2 separate regions of the Zea mays genome follow, and region 2 is linked to region 1. Evidence: chromatin contacts called from public Hi-C data. All regions are on one chromosome and are shown on one strand. The core of a region is the stretch at or near the end of the contact, and the rest is flanking DNA. Distances in the headings are between cores, read along the strand shown.

Region 1 (7,548 bases), core at 4,909-7,408:
TGAATTTCGGGCCAAAAATTGAATTTCGGGCCGTAATGTGAATTTCGGGCTTTTATAATTTTGGTCCGCCCGAAATGAGCCCGTCACGTTTAAGCAATTACGCGACAGGCCGTGGACCGAGGGCTAGACCCATGGGCCGGCTCGGTACGGCCCGAAATTCAAACAGGCCGGGCCGACCCGAAATTCAAATAATACGGGTTTTTTCGGTCTTGGGCCGGGCCGGGCCGAGCGGCCCGTATGTACACCTATAATCACGGCACGGGTCGCTAATAATAATTCTGTGATTCACTAGCCCTGCTGGCCCGTGTATATATATACACGTTGACCCCAGCTAGCAGCAAGAATGCGAGTAGATCTGGGGGGTGGCGACATGCACATGCATATGGCAGCGAGAGAGAGCGGAGGAGGTACGGTGGTGGTGGAAGGTGGATCACACAAGCACACGCACTACGGCGCTGGAAAACAGTAGGAAACATCGGATGGGCGTCGTCGGGCAAAAAGGACGACGGGACAGATGGATTGGATCGATGCATCTTTCCGTTGCAGCAGGTGTCACATGCCTGCGCCACCGCCACCCATTCTACTGTCCATCCGGCCGCTCCTCCTCTGCTGTGCTAGCTGGCCTATATATCTCCCTCTCCTTTTGACAAACAGCGGCGTTGCCGATCGGCGATCGAGCGTACAGGAAGAACGACGTTAAAGAATGACCGGAGGAAACGAGGCAGCTGTACGTACGTGCGGCCGCGGCGTGGCACGCATGCTCGCGCGCCAATGCCGCCGGCCGGTGGAGCGGGGCGGCCTCGCGTACGTCCCAGATCTGGCCCTTCCGGCCGGCCTGCGCCGGACACCTCCGAACCGCGGACAGTGGCGCGCGCAAGCCAGATGTCGCGCGCCACGTATGAACAGTGGCGGACGGAGCTACCAGGGTAGTTTCGGCCCAAGCCCAAAATATCCTCGGAAATTCTAGCCGATTGTTGATACCAGCTTTTTTACATTCACGTACTGGATCGATCGGCTGTTCGTTCGTGTCCAGTTTGGGCGGTCTGACGGGCCTCGTTTGCTCTGGTATTCCAATTTGACTAATTTAAAGTGGCCATCTTGATGTCTAGCTACGCTGATGCATCTATTTGATGTTGATTTAATGAGCTTAGTCTAAATTAATTTATTTATTAAATCATTTAATATTAATGGTCTATATAATACTAGGGAAATGAAAGGTGGTTAATATCATAATAAAAGCTAAGAGAGATCGTAACTAACTTATAAAATGGACATTACACATATATACTGTCTCTGAAGTCGGAAAATAAGATAGTTAGATAGGTGTGTCACACGTGAGCGCTCACTTCTCTAACAAGCGGGTGGCGAGGTGCGGCCAGATGTGTTGTAATGTGATAGATTTTTACGATAAGTGAAGTCATAATGATGCAGAATGATTAGGCTTAGAAGGTTTTCATGCCCTTGTTGATGAAGGTAAAATATCGATTTTAAAATGAGTAGTTGAATAGGTTAAGGACCATCTAGTTCTAAGTGCTAATGGAGATATTAGACACTTAAAGTGATAGGACCGTTATTTTCTTTTAGTCGTATTATAAATGATGATATGAAATGGGTAACTTCACCTATATAAGTCTAGTTAGGTGTAGTGGTGTACACTTATTAAAAAACTAGTGCTAGGTAATCTAGGAGAGCCAATGAGAAGTTTATAATAAAAAAAACAAATAAAAAACCGTTGACAACAAAAGTTGGCATCGGACGTGTCGATGCTTCATCATTGCACCATATAGGAAAAGTTCCCTATGAGATTTTATATATGCACCATGGTGTCCGATCTGCACCATGTACGTGGCACCACACAGAGCATCCAGAGAGCTTATAAACTAATTAGTTTCAGTTTTACACTCACTAGCGTGTTCGGTGGATGTGACACTAGATTAGACACCTAGAAAGCATATAAATTGTGCAGATGTCTTGATTACTCACCTAACATATCTTGTGTGCACCGGATGTGTCACCGGACAAGGTACTAAGAAAGCTTGTTTACTATCAAAGTTATACCCCCATATCAACTTCTTGAGGTGTTGTGTCAGCTAGTTTGAGCCTTTAGGAATATTTATACCCCCATATCAACTTCTTGAGGTGTTGTGCCCTTTTCAATAGCTAAAGCAACCTATTGAGAGAAAGGAAGACCCTTTGCATTGTGAGGAAATTAGAGAAGTGTTAGGCTATTAGTGCATAGAGAGAGACTTATGTGCATCCACCACCCACATTAGGTTTGCCTTGGTCAAGTGAGATTCTAGTACATGTTACTCTTGGTGATCATGATCACCTAGATGGCTTGGTAGTGATTGGAGTGTGGTGGTCACTCGGGTGACCCAACTCAGGAGTTGTATACGGTTATGAGCGGTTCACTGTGTAGAAGAGGCAAAGAACTAGCCCATGTATGTGTTTTTGACCCGACAGATTAGGATATGGATATGTTTTTCACCCATGGGTTAGACCTGTATCCGACCCAAGGTAATGTGGTCATGGATTTGGATATTAAACCTCACTCGCGGGTTACATGTTGGAGATCCAAAATTAACCAATATGCGGGTTACCCATGTATGTTTTGAACAAAATAAACTCGCAAGCCTCACAAAGTTGTAGAGGTGAGAAACTTGCACAATTGGAAATAGTTTATTCTAATATGTAAAATGAATGTAGTGTTGATAAAAGGTGGTAAAAACATTTTATGACCTCAGTAGACCATTGCACTAGATTTTGTTACATCTATTTATTGAAGTCTTTAAAGTCTACAAGGTTCAAGTAGAAAACCCACCTGAAAGAAAGATCAAACGTGAAAGGTTGGATCATGGTGGTGAGTACTTCTTAAGTATTTTCTCTTTATTTTTCAAGAAACGTTGTATAAATCATGAGAGGACTCTTCTCTATTCATCTCGGTCAAATGGGGTAACCAAAACAAAGTACACTATAATTGATTTGACTAATGTTTTGTTAGATACACTGGAACATTTCCAACGAACGGTGGGGTGAGGCAATTTTGAATGTGTGTCATGCGACCTACAAATAATGAAGATATAACACAATTCAAGGAATGTGAGAATAAAAGGCTTCACTTTCTTATTTACGCACTTGGGGTTGTTTAGAAAAAATTGAAATCCTCCCGGTCATATTTTTAGTGCTCTATTATAAGAAATAGTTATTGCATGCCAAAGGTTCAATTTAAAGTTCTTTAAAATTGTCCCAACAACCTCATTGCAATCAACTATATGGCCACACTAATAGCTTATTATGGGCTCTAAAGGAACTAGGCCATAGTGGATTTCAACGCCACACTTGTAGAGGACTACAGGGCTATGATATCCTTTGTTTTGATCCAGTCAATGGGACTTAGGTCCATACACCCACTCACTGAAATAACACTTCTAATATCTATGTTGCAAACAAGGACATATTATTAATTCTAGGTAGGCAAATATAAGGGTCAAGGCTAATGGGACTTAGGTTTGTACATCCACTCACTAAAATAACACTTATAATATTCGTGTTATAAACAGGCACATATTGTTGATTCCAGGCAAGCAAATACAAGGATAAAGGGAAACCATGCTATACTCACTTTGTTCTTGTTACCACACTCAAATCCAAACGAACTCCTAGGTGCAAAAACAATTGCATCTCTGCAACCATGTGGAAGAAGGATTCTCAATGCGTTCATTGATGGCTTTGTCTTCTCCTTATTCGTCATTAGCAAAAGATTGGAGGAGGTGAAACCCACCGCACGAAATGCTTGTATGGTCGTCTCTCTCTACAAGTCATTAAAAAACATGTATGTTACATCAAACTTATTAGGATCATCTATCACTAAAAGAAAAGACATCATTTATGGTCCTAAATAGGTTGATAACACCAACTTATTAATAATTTAATAACATATAAAAAACTCTAGTGTTATTAGCGTGATTAACTGGATTAGTTTAAAAATCCATAATGTTATTTTTAAAAAGAAATTAAAATAAAAAACCACTTTAAATAGTGTCGATATGATTCAAACGCATAGCGTCTTAGCGCGTGATTGGTTAACTGCTCCGCGGGTACAGCTGCACCTGCGGATCATTAAAGCACTGTGTGTTCGGTAACAAGCTCTACGCATGTAGATCAATGTGATGTAAATCAGAGCACGCATGCAGGCCGCGCCTGTCGTCATAGTTGATTAGTTGCCCAAATGGAGATGCACGAATTTCGAGATGCTTTTTTAGTATGTTTTTCTTATACCTTTTAATTAAAAGATTTAATCATCGAACCGATTTCATATTTATGTTTCTGATATTTTTACGAATAAAATTAGACCATACATGGTGTATAATCTTTGAACATTTATTTATATGGTCTTCTCTAGTACACGTCTGACACAAACAACCAAACACTAGTTGTATTTGATCTGAATATACCAATACAAACAACCAAACAAAAACCTATGCACAAAGAGCCAAACTGCTCAAATACGAGCCAGGCTACCGGCCTACCGCTGTACAGCAACCAATCACACGGATATAGTAATACATATAGTACAACACTGCGGTATTTGGTTGCATTGTGTGCATGTCATTCAATCGGTTGTCCAAAATAAACACGTACGTACACGTGAGGTTTGATCAATCTTTTTCATGTGGGTCTGCGATGCAAGTGGTGATGGAGGCGATATCTTATCTGTATATGCTGAGGTACCTCTATAAAAATCGAAATACCGTAAGGCCGTTGTCCGGTGTGTTGCGTGTCGGTGAAAACCCACAAACTAGTTGTGGGGCGAGCCGCGAGCAGCAACCAGCGCTACCGTCCTGTTGTTGTGGGGCTTGGTTGATGATCTTGCACTTAGGGATGGCAACGGGTAAAATATCCGCGCATATTGTCTCTGGACATCCATATCCACGACTTATATCTAATATTCGAACCCTACCCGTTACCCGCCATAGATAACAAACAGTATCCACATCCGTTACCCGCGAGTAACGTATATCCGCGGATATATCTGTTTGCCCACTAGACATACAAAATATTTAAATCCAGCAAATTCAAATATGATATCATATTTGTCCAGCAAATTTAAATATGATCTTGTTGAGTGCCACCACTAGGGGTTTCCATGGCAGCGGTAACGCATTGAATTAATAAAAGTAACAATCAACAAGTCGTTGAATCTGAAATAATCTGTAATTGCATTTGGGTGAGAAAAACAATCAACAAGTCGTTGCATCTAGAATAACCTGTACTTTACACCAGGACAGCCGCGCAGGAGCCGGGGACCGAGGGAAGGTAGCACGCGCAGGGACTGAGGGGAGCAGGCCGCAGGAGCGCTGCAACTGGGCACAGAGCGCAGGCGCGCGGGGAGTCAGCGATGCAGGGAGCCAGGGACTGAGGATGAGCTGCGCAGGGAGTCAACGATGCAGGGACTGAGGACGAGCTGGAGATCTGCGCTCTGTGCCCGGGAGCCGCGCAGGAGCCAGGGACCCGGACCGATAGGGGGCAGTGGCTGCGGGAGTCTGGGAGAGGTGAGATGGAGTGTGCGGCGGCGGTAGGAGTGGGCGACGGCGGTAGGAGTGGGCGAGTGGGAGAGGACAGAGGAGAAGAGAATGAGACCGGAGAATGGACTGGCGGAGCGAGGGCTTCGCTGGATTGCTGGAAGCCTGGAGATTGGAGAACGCTTGTGGCCTTGTGGGCTATGGCCCGTGGGCCTGCGGGACTGGTGTAATTTTGACGGATATTCGGGTAATTGAGTATGGATATTGATTTTTTGTATTCGTTTTAAAAATATCCACGGATATCAAGTGCTACCCGTATCCATATTCATGGATACAGACTTGTACCCAAAATCATGCCCAACGGGTTTTTTATCCACGGGTACGCGGATAAATGACATTCATTGCCATCCCTGCTTGCACTTACACGCCCATAATCCTTCTCGCTTGTTGGACACCGTCGGTCACCATTGTTGGACAAGGCCTTGCAGTCAAGCGGGCCGTGGGAAGCTTTCCCTGGGCCGTCGGGATTTATGCCATCTGCAAGTGAAGCCCGCTAAGAATTCGCATGGCCCAGAGCCCCATACGCACTCAAGCCTGAACTGAATGGCTCCTTCCAGTTGCTCACTGCCTGTTGATGCCTCCTGCCCTAAATCCTGAAGAACTAGGCATCAGCTGTTCAGCGCGCACACACGTGACGCGTCCCGGTGCTGTACTTCCGGCGAACGGAGAAAAGCATGACACATAGGGTCGGTTTGTTTCAGCTTATAGATTATATAATCTGGATTATAATCTAAATTATATAATTTAGATATATTATAATCTCTATATGTAGTTATTTGATAGTTTAGATTATACAAATGTAGATTATTCACAAAGACAACAATATTATTATTGTTTATTTGAGGTAAGAAAAGAATGATAGCATATATTGTAATTTCTATTTCCATTACCATGAATAGTGGATCTTTTGTCAAAATAATCTCAAATAAACTAGTCTTGAGAAGATTATGAGATTATCATAATCTGGAGTTTAGATTATATAATCTAAATCCATAATCTATATGTTCGTTTAACTATTGATTATTTGTACTGTATTATATAAGGCATGTTTGGTTCACTACCTCAGTTGCCACATTTTGCCTAACTTTTCTGCCTAAGGTTAGTTATTCAATTCGAACGACTAACTTTAGATAAAGTGTGGCACATTTAGCCACAAACCAAACAGGCCCATAATCTGGAGAGATTATAATCTAAAACAAACAGTGCCATACTACTATCGTCTAACGTTCTTTCCGGCTCTGCTAGCGGCCGGAGAGGAGAGCGACGTGGCGAGCTTGCACAGAGGGCTGCGCGGCGCCGGCGAGCTCTCGGCGAACGCCGGGAGTGTGTGCACGACCAGGGCATAGGGCGTAGCGACGAGCGCCGAGCGGGCGTGGTGAGCTCGCGACCGGTCGGGGAGCGGGCGCAAACGCGGCGGAGTGTTAGCACACCACTGATGCTAGGGAACTGGCACTCAGGGAGTTGCCTTGAGTAGGAAGAAGGGGAACGAGTTACAGGGTTCAGATTACAATAATAAGTATTTTTCTCTAGCGCAAACGCGGCGGAGGGCGGCGCGGGATCTCCCTGCCGGCACGACCAGCGATGCAGCGAGCTCACATCACAGCGAGCGTGTACGGCAGGGAGGTGCGGATGGTGGCGAGGAGGGCGACGAGGCGAGCGTGCGCGGCCTGCACACAGAGGGCGGTGCGGCGAGCAGGCAGCCGGCGTAGCGAGCGACGAGGCTCGCTCGCTCGCAGCGCGGTACGTGAGCGTGCCAGGCTGAGGTGGAGGGCGGCGCCGGCGCGAAACGCGGCAAGCTGGCCGGCCGGCGGCCGCCACCGCGGTGAAGCCGAAAGAGGCCCGCAACTCGCGCCTATGCGCCGGTTGTCAAGGTGTATATCCCTGCTCCGCGCCGTGTTTCTACGGTACCTCCATGCATCTCCGATCCACCTTGTCGCAACGCATGACCTTGCGTTGCGAGCCTGCA
Region 2 (6,930 bases), core at 3,084-5,583, 580 kb before region 1:
GCCTTTTTGTCTAGATCTTTTTCAGAAAATGACATCAATTCCTCCATGCTCTGCATACAACAGCACAACTCTATTAGTGGGCCAATAAGAAATGAAATAACAAATTGAAATATATATGCACAGCCATGGTTATTAAAACGTCGTTTAAACGACGATTAAGCGTCGTTTAAACGCTAAAACGTGATTAGTGGCTGGAACGTCTGCACGTTTTTCAAAAACCGCGTAGAACGTCCGTTCTGGACGTTTAAACGACGTTAAAACGCCAGAACGTCCGTTCTGGACGTTTTTGCTGTTTTGTGGACGTTCTACGCGCCTGTATACCAGTGGGCCTTAATGGGCCGCCTTTACCCACCCAGCCGGCCTGCTATCCACCGCGCCCAAGAGCAGCCAGAGGCCTTGCGCGCTCCAGCCATCGCGCGCAGACGCTCCAGCCGCCAGGAGCCGCCAGACGCCGTCGGCCGCTCTCCAGGGCTCCAGGTATGCCGCCCCCTCCTCCATCCTCCCTCCTCCATCCACCCTCCAGGTAGGCCGCTCTCCAGGGCTCCAGGTATGCCGCCCCCTCCTCCATCCTCCCTCCTCCCTCCTCCATCCGCCCTCCAGGTATGCTGTCGCCGTCGGCCGCCCTCCAGAATCCAGATAGATTAGCTGTAGTGCTGAATCCCTTGGCTGCTGATTCCCTTAGTATAACCAGTGTGATAAACTTGAATCCCTTGGGCCTTGGCTGCTGATGTTCATAAACTGCTTAGTATAACCCAGCATCACAACCCAGCAACGAATTTCAATTGCAAATTTGCAATGGCAACAAAGTGTGGCAGTGTTGCAGGCTACTGTGTGTTGCTGATGTTCATTCCACTGTGTGTTGCACTGTTGCAGCTAAAGTGTGGGCTGTGTGGCAGTGAATTTCAATTGCAATGGCAGTGAATTTCAATTGCAGGCTACTGTGTGTTGCTAATGCTATTTGGTTTGTGAACTCAACTTATGTATGAATTTATTCTATATTTGAAATTCTATGTAAAGTCTGAAAAGACGTTTCAACGTTCGTTTAAACGTTTAAACTTTGAAAAGTTGGTTCATAACGTTTTAACGTTTTACCGTTTTAATAACCATGTGCACAGCTATATTAGTAAGCCAAGAGGAAAATGTAATAACAGATGACACTATGCCCTATATCATTTGGAGTTTAATTATGTTTTGGTTGCAAAACTTGTGCGTAATAGTTGTATAAGCTTGCTTTAGGTTCTCCACCAGTCTCAGTGGTTTGCAACATGCACTACGGGAACCCTCTCGTAGGAGTGTTGTGTAACTCAATTCCTCTTAATGAAACATTTGCTAAGGCATCACCAAGGCATGTTCTCGAAAAAAAACTCTAAACGATAAAGCCTAAATGCTAAACCCTTTCACTATATTTGTGACAGTTAGGAGTGGCAGAAAATATATAATAAAAAACAATTTCATCAGTACCTTCTTAATATCATATCCACAGCTGCCTGCAAAATGAAATTTAAAACAATCAAGACATTTCTTGGTATATGAAATGAATGGGTGAAAATACAGGTCAGGTAGAAGACATGCTAACCTAGAACTTCATGGATCAATTCTTTACTGAGCTTAAATCCTTCACCAAGCATGCAAAACAGAAACTCCTCAACATCCCTGTTATTCAAAGTCTCTCTCCTCGGTGCAGAGTCAGATTCATCAGATGTCACCTTAAAATCATCCCGCATGTACTCTGGCAGTTCAACCCTAAGAGGTTTGCCTTTTTTTGATGCTCTACTCGCTGTTGTTGTAGCCCTGATAGACTCTTTTCTTAACATGCTGGAGACAGTACCAAATGCAGCACTAGACTTATGCAGATTTTCAGGCATTTTTGTGTGATCTGAATTCTCGAAATGATTTTCTTCAACTGCCTGCTCAGTACGGAGAAGAGTTCTTGGTTGGCTTGAATTGTCCATACAGTTTTCTTCAACTGCCTTGTCAGTATGGGAAAGGTTAGCCTCGACACTTGACTCAACATCTTTGGTATGAGGCAATGAATGTTGAAGGTCGTATAAGAAATCTCCAGCTTTGTTAACATCGCCATTTGCTTTGATATATGCATCAGCTATATCATCAAGTGAAAAGGAACTGCTGAACATATCAAGCAATGTACCAAGTGCCCTGGTTTCATCATCACTGGATGAGGTCAGTGCCTGGGATAGATCCATGGTGAGGACCTTCCCAAAAGGGTACCTCTTATGAACTGTCAGACCTGCCCAACAAAAGAAGTGTTTATCACATGATAAGTATGACAGAGTATAGCATTACTGTTATCACTTATCAGCACACAAAAGAATTGTAAACAAATATTGTTGAGTTGCTTAAATACATGATAAAGTGCCAATTTCATGGTAAACTTATTTATATACTACACTAAACAAGCTAACAAACTAAGCTTAGCAGAAAATGTTCAATACGATATGATAACCTGTTGTGTTTTGTAGTTCTTCCAAGGTGCTTTTTGGTTTGAGGAAATGGTGCAAGAACCACTTGTGCTGTTGTGCATAGGTATAATAGCAAAATTGAAGGTATCAAACAAACTCAAAGCAGTCTGTGCAAAGTACAAAGTATTTGCCTTTGGTCATAATTTCTGGACAGCAACGTCTAATCCTTGAAGAATTTATATGCTATTAGAAGTCATCACAGATAAGCATGAAGGATCACAGCAAAAGCATGATAAGGATTCCTCTCAAACACATTCATCAACTAATCACACATTAATGAAAACGTTATCTACGGACATAAATACTGTCAAAATTGGCATAGAATGATCAGGACCAGGAAAGGGAACATAGAGTTGCCTCCTGAACTAAGTAACATGACCGACAACCAAAATGTTAAAATAACCCCACATGTAAAAAATTGAAAAGAGAGGAAAGAATCCAAGCAACATGGCAAAATTGGACATCACTCTGTCAGTTTGTCTCTGCATGGTTCAAGCACAGGTAGATGAGCAATAAACTCCTAGTGGACAGATGATCATCACACTCCAATGCAGATGTGCAAGCAATGTTGCAGCCCTACCATACCCAAACTACAAAATACATCGGCCGGAAGAGTCGAATAAGAGAGGAATCCAAGCGTCAGAAATACTAGCATAGTAGCATGTCATGATAGAGTACGCAAATAACCAACAAATGACAGCAACCACATCTTCACGCATCTTACAAAATTAGGGCCCAACATGTTAACATAAATGAAAAAATAAACTGTGAAAAATCAAATGATCGATCAAGAGTTCAACCAAGGAAATCGCGAGTTGAGCACAAGGGCCGTAGTAAAGCAGACAGAAACGGCATTGCCCAGACTCAGTATCCTGGGCAGCAAAATGTTTACAAGTTACCCAAAAACGGGGGAAAACACTATAAGCTACCTGCTCCGGTGCGGGTGCCTTCTAATAAGAGAATCCACACCCAAACCCTCCAATGTCGAATCAAACGACCACGGGTGAACACACAACACGAGCACCAAAACTGAAATCGAGCGCAGGCTGGAAACTAAAATCAGAGAAATTACAAAACAGCATGACCACCCAGACTCAGAGTCCTTGGGCAGCAAAATGTTTACAAGTCACCCAAAAACGGGGGAAAACACTATAAGGTACCTGCTCTGGTGTGGGTGCCTTCTAATAAGAGAATCCACACCCAAACCCTCCAATGACGAGTCAAACGACCAACGGGTGAACACACAACACGAGCACCAAAACTGAAATCGGAGAAATTACAAAACAGCATGACCTCTCAACACCGATGCAGCCCCCCCCCCCCCCCCCCCCCCCCCCCAAAAAAAAAACAAAAAAAAAACAGAAACGAGCCGGAGATACCTACACTTAGCTAAACAACCGCGGGACACCATGGCGGAGCAAAGCGCACGAGATCAACCTCCGCCCCCAAACAAAGCAAGGCCGCAGTGGGGTTCTAGTGCATTCTACAAGGTTCGGGAGTGAGTGAGGGAGGGAGGGGGCTTACGGCTTGTAGGGACGACCCTCGCCGCACGCGGGCCGCTCCACAGCACACTCCGCCCCCGCTGCTGCTCGCCGCGGCCCTTTCCTGTTGCTTGTTGGTTTCGCGTGTACGCTGGGGACTTTAAAGGGAGAAAGAAGTGGTCTGGCCCACCTGGAAGTGGTGGTCGAAGTTAAATCGAGGGCGGAAGGCGTTTTAATTCGGGGATACGATGGATCCGTCGTGGTCTATTGAGGTCTAGGTGTTCATCCGTAATTCCGATTTGGGGCCCTCCCGCTCCGCCTTTCCCCCATTTTGCCGCTGTTCGTATGGTGATAGGGTGATGGCTGTCATTCGGTTTGGGTTCACTGTACCTTTAACGGTCTCAAGTTTCCAGCATGGAAACACGAGAATCAAAAGAAATTATCAGTTGTTTTCGAACGAGGGATTGTCAATAATGTCCCGATCCTCGGATTACCGATGATAAGTCTCCATCAAACCTGGGTTGGGGTCCTATTTCGATTTGTATTACTAAAGATTCTGAAATCTGGATTATATGGCATGAAAAGGAATTAAAGATTTTAAGAGTTTGCCTCACTATTTTGCATGCCTGTTTGGATAGTGTACAGATATTTTTATCAGAATCCCAAAATCTTTGACACGGCCCTTGAAAAGGATAGAAGTGTTACAAAATATTGTTGTGATCAATTCAACCCCAAGGGACACACCCCTTGGGTAGTACCCTTACAGTTGTATATATTCACAAACTCTCTACAATAAAGCAACTGTTACTGTCATTTGTCTCTGTCCTTTCTCCCTTTACCACTGAGCACTGCAAAATAGTTCAACACGTTATCAGCATTGTCTCAAAGGGAAATCAGAGGAAGAAGGAAGAACACTTGTTGTTCTTGACAAGAACAATAACAGCAATCTGCAAATCAACAGCAAGGTATGGAGCATACCATTTCCATGCGCATACGTCGTATGCACGAAGTTCTACACACTGTTGATGATGCGATGTTGGAGGCGTTCGCCACTGGGCAAGCCGCAGCGCTTCCACCAGTGCACTGTGCACGAGATCCCTAAACGCCGCGTGCAAGTGCAAAACGTGCACTTCTGCGTGCTGCATGGGTGGGCAGCGGTCGTCCCACTGCCGGTGGTGGAGTGCGGCCTCCCCACTGCATCCCCGTCACCACCGGTGCTGGTGGTTGACGCGGGGTCGTCTGCATCTGCCCCCATGAAAGTCGATTTGGCGGCACCACCGCCGCCTCCACCCACTGCAGGGGCAGTTGAACGTCGTTCCCCTTTGCCGCCGGCATCGGTGCTTGTTGGAACCATCGCTTCCCGTCGTGGACAGCCCCCTCGCGTCGTCGACGCTCCACGAGGACGCGTCATCTTCACTGGCCACCGCCCAAACGGGGTGGCCCTATCTTCCTACCCCAATGGGAGGGCCTAATGGCCCTCTGTCCGGCCAGTGGCGGTTGCCATCACGACGGCCGGTTGGGGGGAGGGGGTGGGGGAGTGGGATCGCCTGGAACATCAAGGTCGGCCTAGGCGCGGGCGAGGCCATCGCGCGGGCAAACGGTGGGACTCGGCCAAGAGCGAGCAGCACCGCGACTCGGGCCAAGCGAGTGCCACGCTAGCTCCCTAGAGCGGCCACGGATCTGCCCTATGGCGGGCGTGCCTCCCTGCGCAGTACAGCTCACAGCGCGGTCTCCTGGCGAGGCCGCGGCGGCCCAGGGTGCGGGTACCGGCCGGCGGTGCGAGGTTGCGGCGACCCGGACGCGGGCACTGGCCGGTGGTGACCCGGACGCGGGCACTGGCCGGCGGTGCGAGAACTCGGCGGCCATGCGGATGCACGGCTCCCTGCGTGGGTCGCGTGCTCGACGTGGGCAACGCCGGCCTAGGCGCGCGGTGCTGCTCCCCGGCGTGGAGCAGAAGGCGTGCTTCGGCCACGACCGCGCACCACCGCGGCTCAGGCAAGGCGCGCGGGTGCACGGAGGACTCCAGCCAGGCACACACGCTGGCTCCCTGGCAGTCAACGGCGGATGGCTTCCTGGCGGCGGCTCGGGAGTGTTCCCTGGTGGCGACGGCGGCTAGGGCGATTAGGGTTGGCAAACCCTAACCGCCCCCATTTAAAATGGGTGTGCTGGCTTCTGATGGGCCGCCTGGGCCGGCCAGCCAGGCTGGGCCGGCGTGCAGGCCACCAGGCCGCTGCCTGGTCCGCCTGGCAGGCCGCCTGGGTTACTTTCAGGAGCCCAATATGGCCTGTTTTATCATTTTAATTCTGAAATTTCAGTATAAGACTATGTTTTATATGTCATTTCAGTTCAAACTTATCTTAGTCGTCTAAATTCGTTATTTAGACTGCATATATTGTACAGACCTGTCTGTTTTATTGTGAATATAGTAGACTTTAGTTTGTGAATTATTTTTGTATTTACATTTATAATTCACATATCTCTACTTGCTATTATTTTCGCATTCTTTTATGTTTGCATATAAATATAGCATTTATTAAGTTCATACTTAATAATACTCATGCAAAATAAAATTACCTTATTTTGGATTAAGGGCATAGGGAGATAGAGTCCTAAGCAATGGCTGTGCTAAATTCTTTATAGAGTTTAGTAGCCCAGAGACCGTGCTTCAGGCAGCATTTTAAATGCCTATCTCTATGAGGTCTACATATTTCGGGATGGATACCTATACGTGCTATCCAAAATAACAGGATATGAAGTTCTTGAATATTACTTTGATAATTAATCGAGCATGGGTAGTGGAGATCTAAGCATTGGTTGCGGTTTGTTCATCCATGAACTTATCAGCCCAGAGACCGTGCTTTTAGGCAGCAAGTTTCTTGCCCACTACTAGGAGATCTACCTTATTAATTTGAGGATTATCTATACAATGCTCACTAATATTCAAAGTATTTATTCAATTAGAAGGTTTG

What was found. A called contact is a pair of places that touch in the nucleus more often than the background predicts.
Region 2: a Hi-C map of tassel shows a contact between it and region 1, with 2.3 times the contacts expected there. The contact joins the promoter of LOC100192866 here to the enhancer-like site in region 1. A contact is called at or near these places in 2 of 25 Hi-C or Micro-C datasets (ear and tassel).

What each region holds. Positions count from the first base shown.
Region 1 is chr4:151,559,186-151,566,733 of Zm-B73-REFERENCE-NAM-5.0, reverse strand. No RefSeq gene overlaps it. Among protein-coding and RNA genes, the nearest start is that of LOC109939235, 69 kb to the right of the region's middle. Within about 2 kb of position 6,158, at least 20 of the 20 cell types and tissues checked have an H3K27ac peak or open chromatin away from gene starts, as enhancers often do. A contact at or near this core is called in ear and tassel, where this site is marked.
Region 2 is chr4:152,142,831-152,149,760 of Zm-B73-REFERENCE-NAM-5.0, reverse strand. It overlaps LOC100192866, which reads right to left and starts at 4,333. Exons shown (of 11, transcript NM_001358594.1): 1 at 4,005-4,333; 2 at 1,577-2,248; 3 at 1,462-1,487; 4 at 1-50. The coding sequence starts at 2,204. LOC103653834 (a long non-coding RNA gene) reads right to left here and starts at 6,084. Exons shown (of 2, transcript XR_565747.1): 1 at 4,940-6,084; 2 at 4,610-4,809.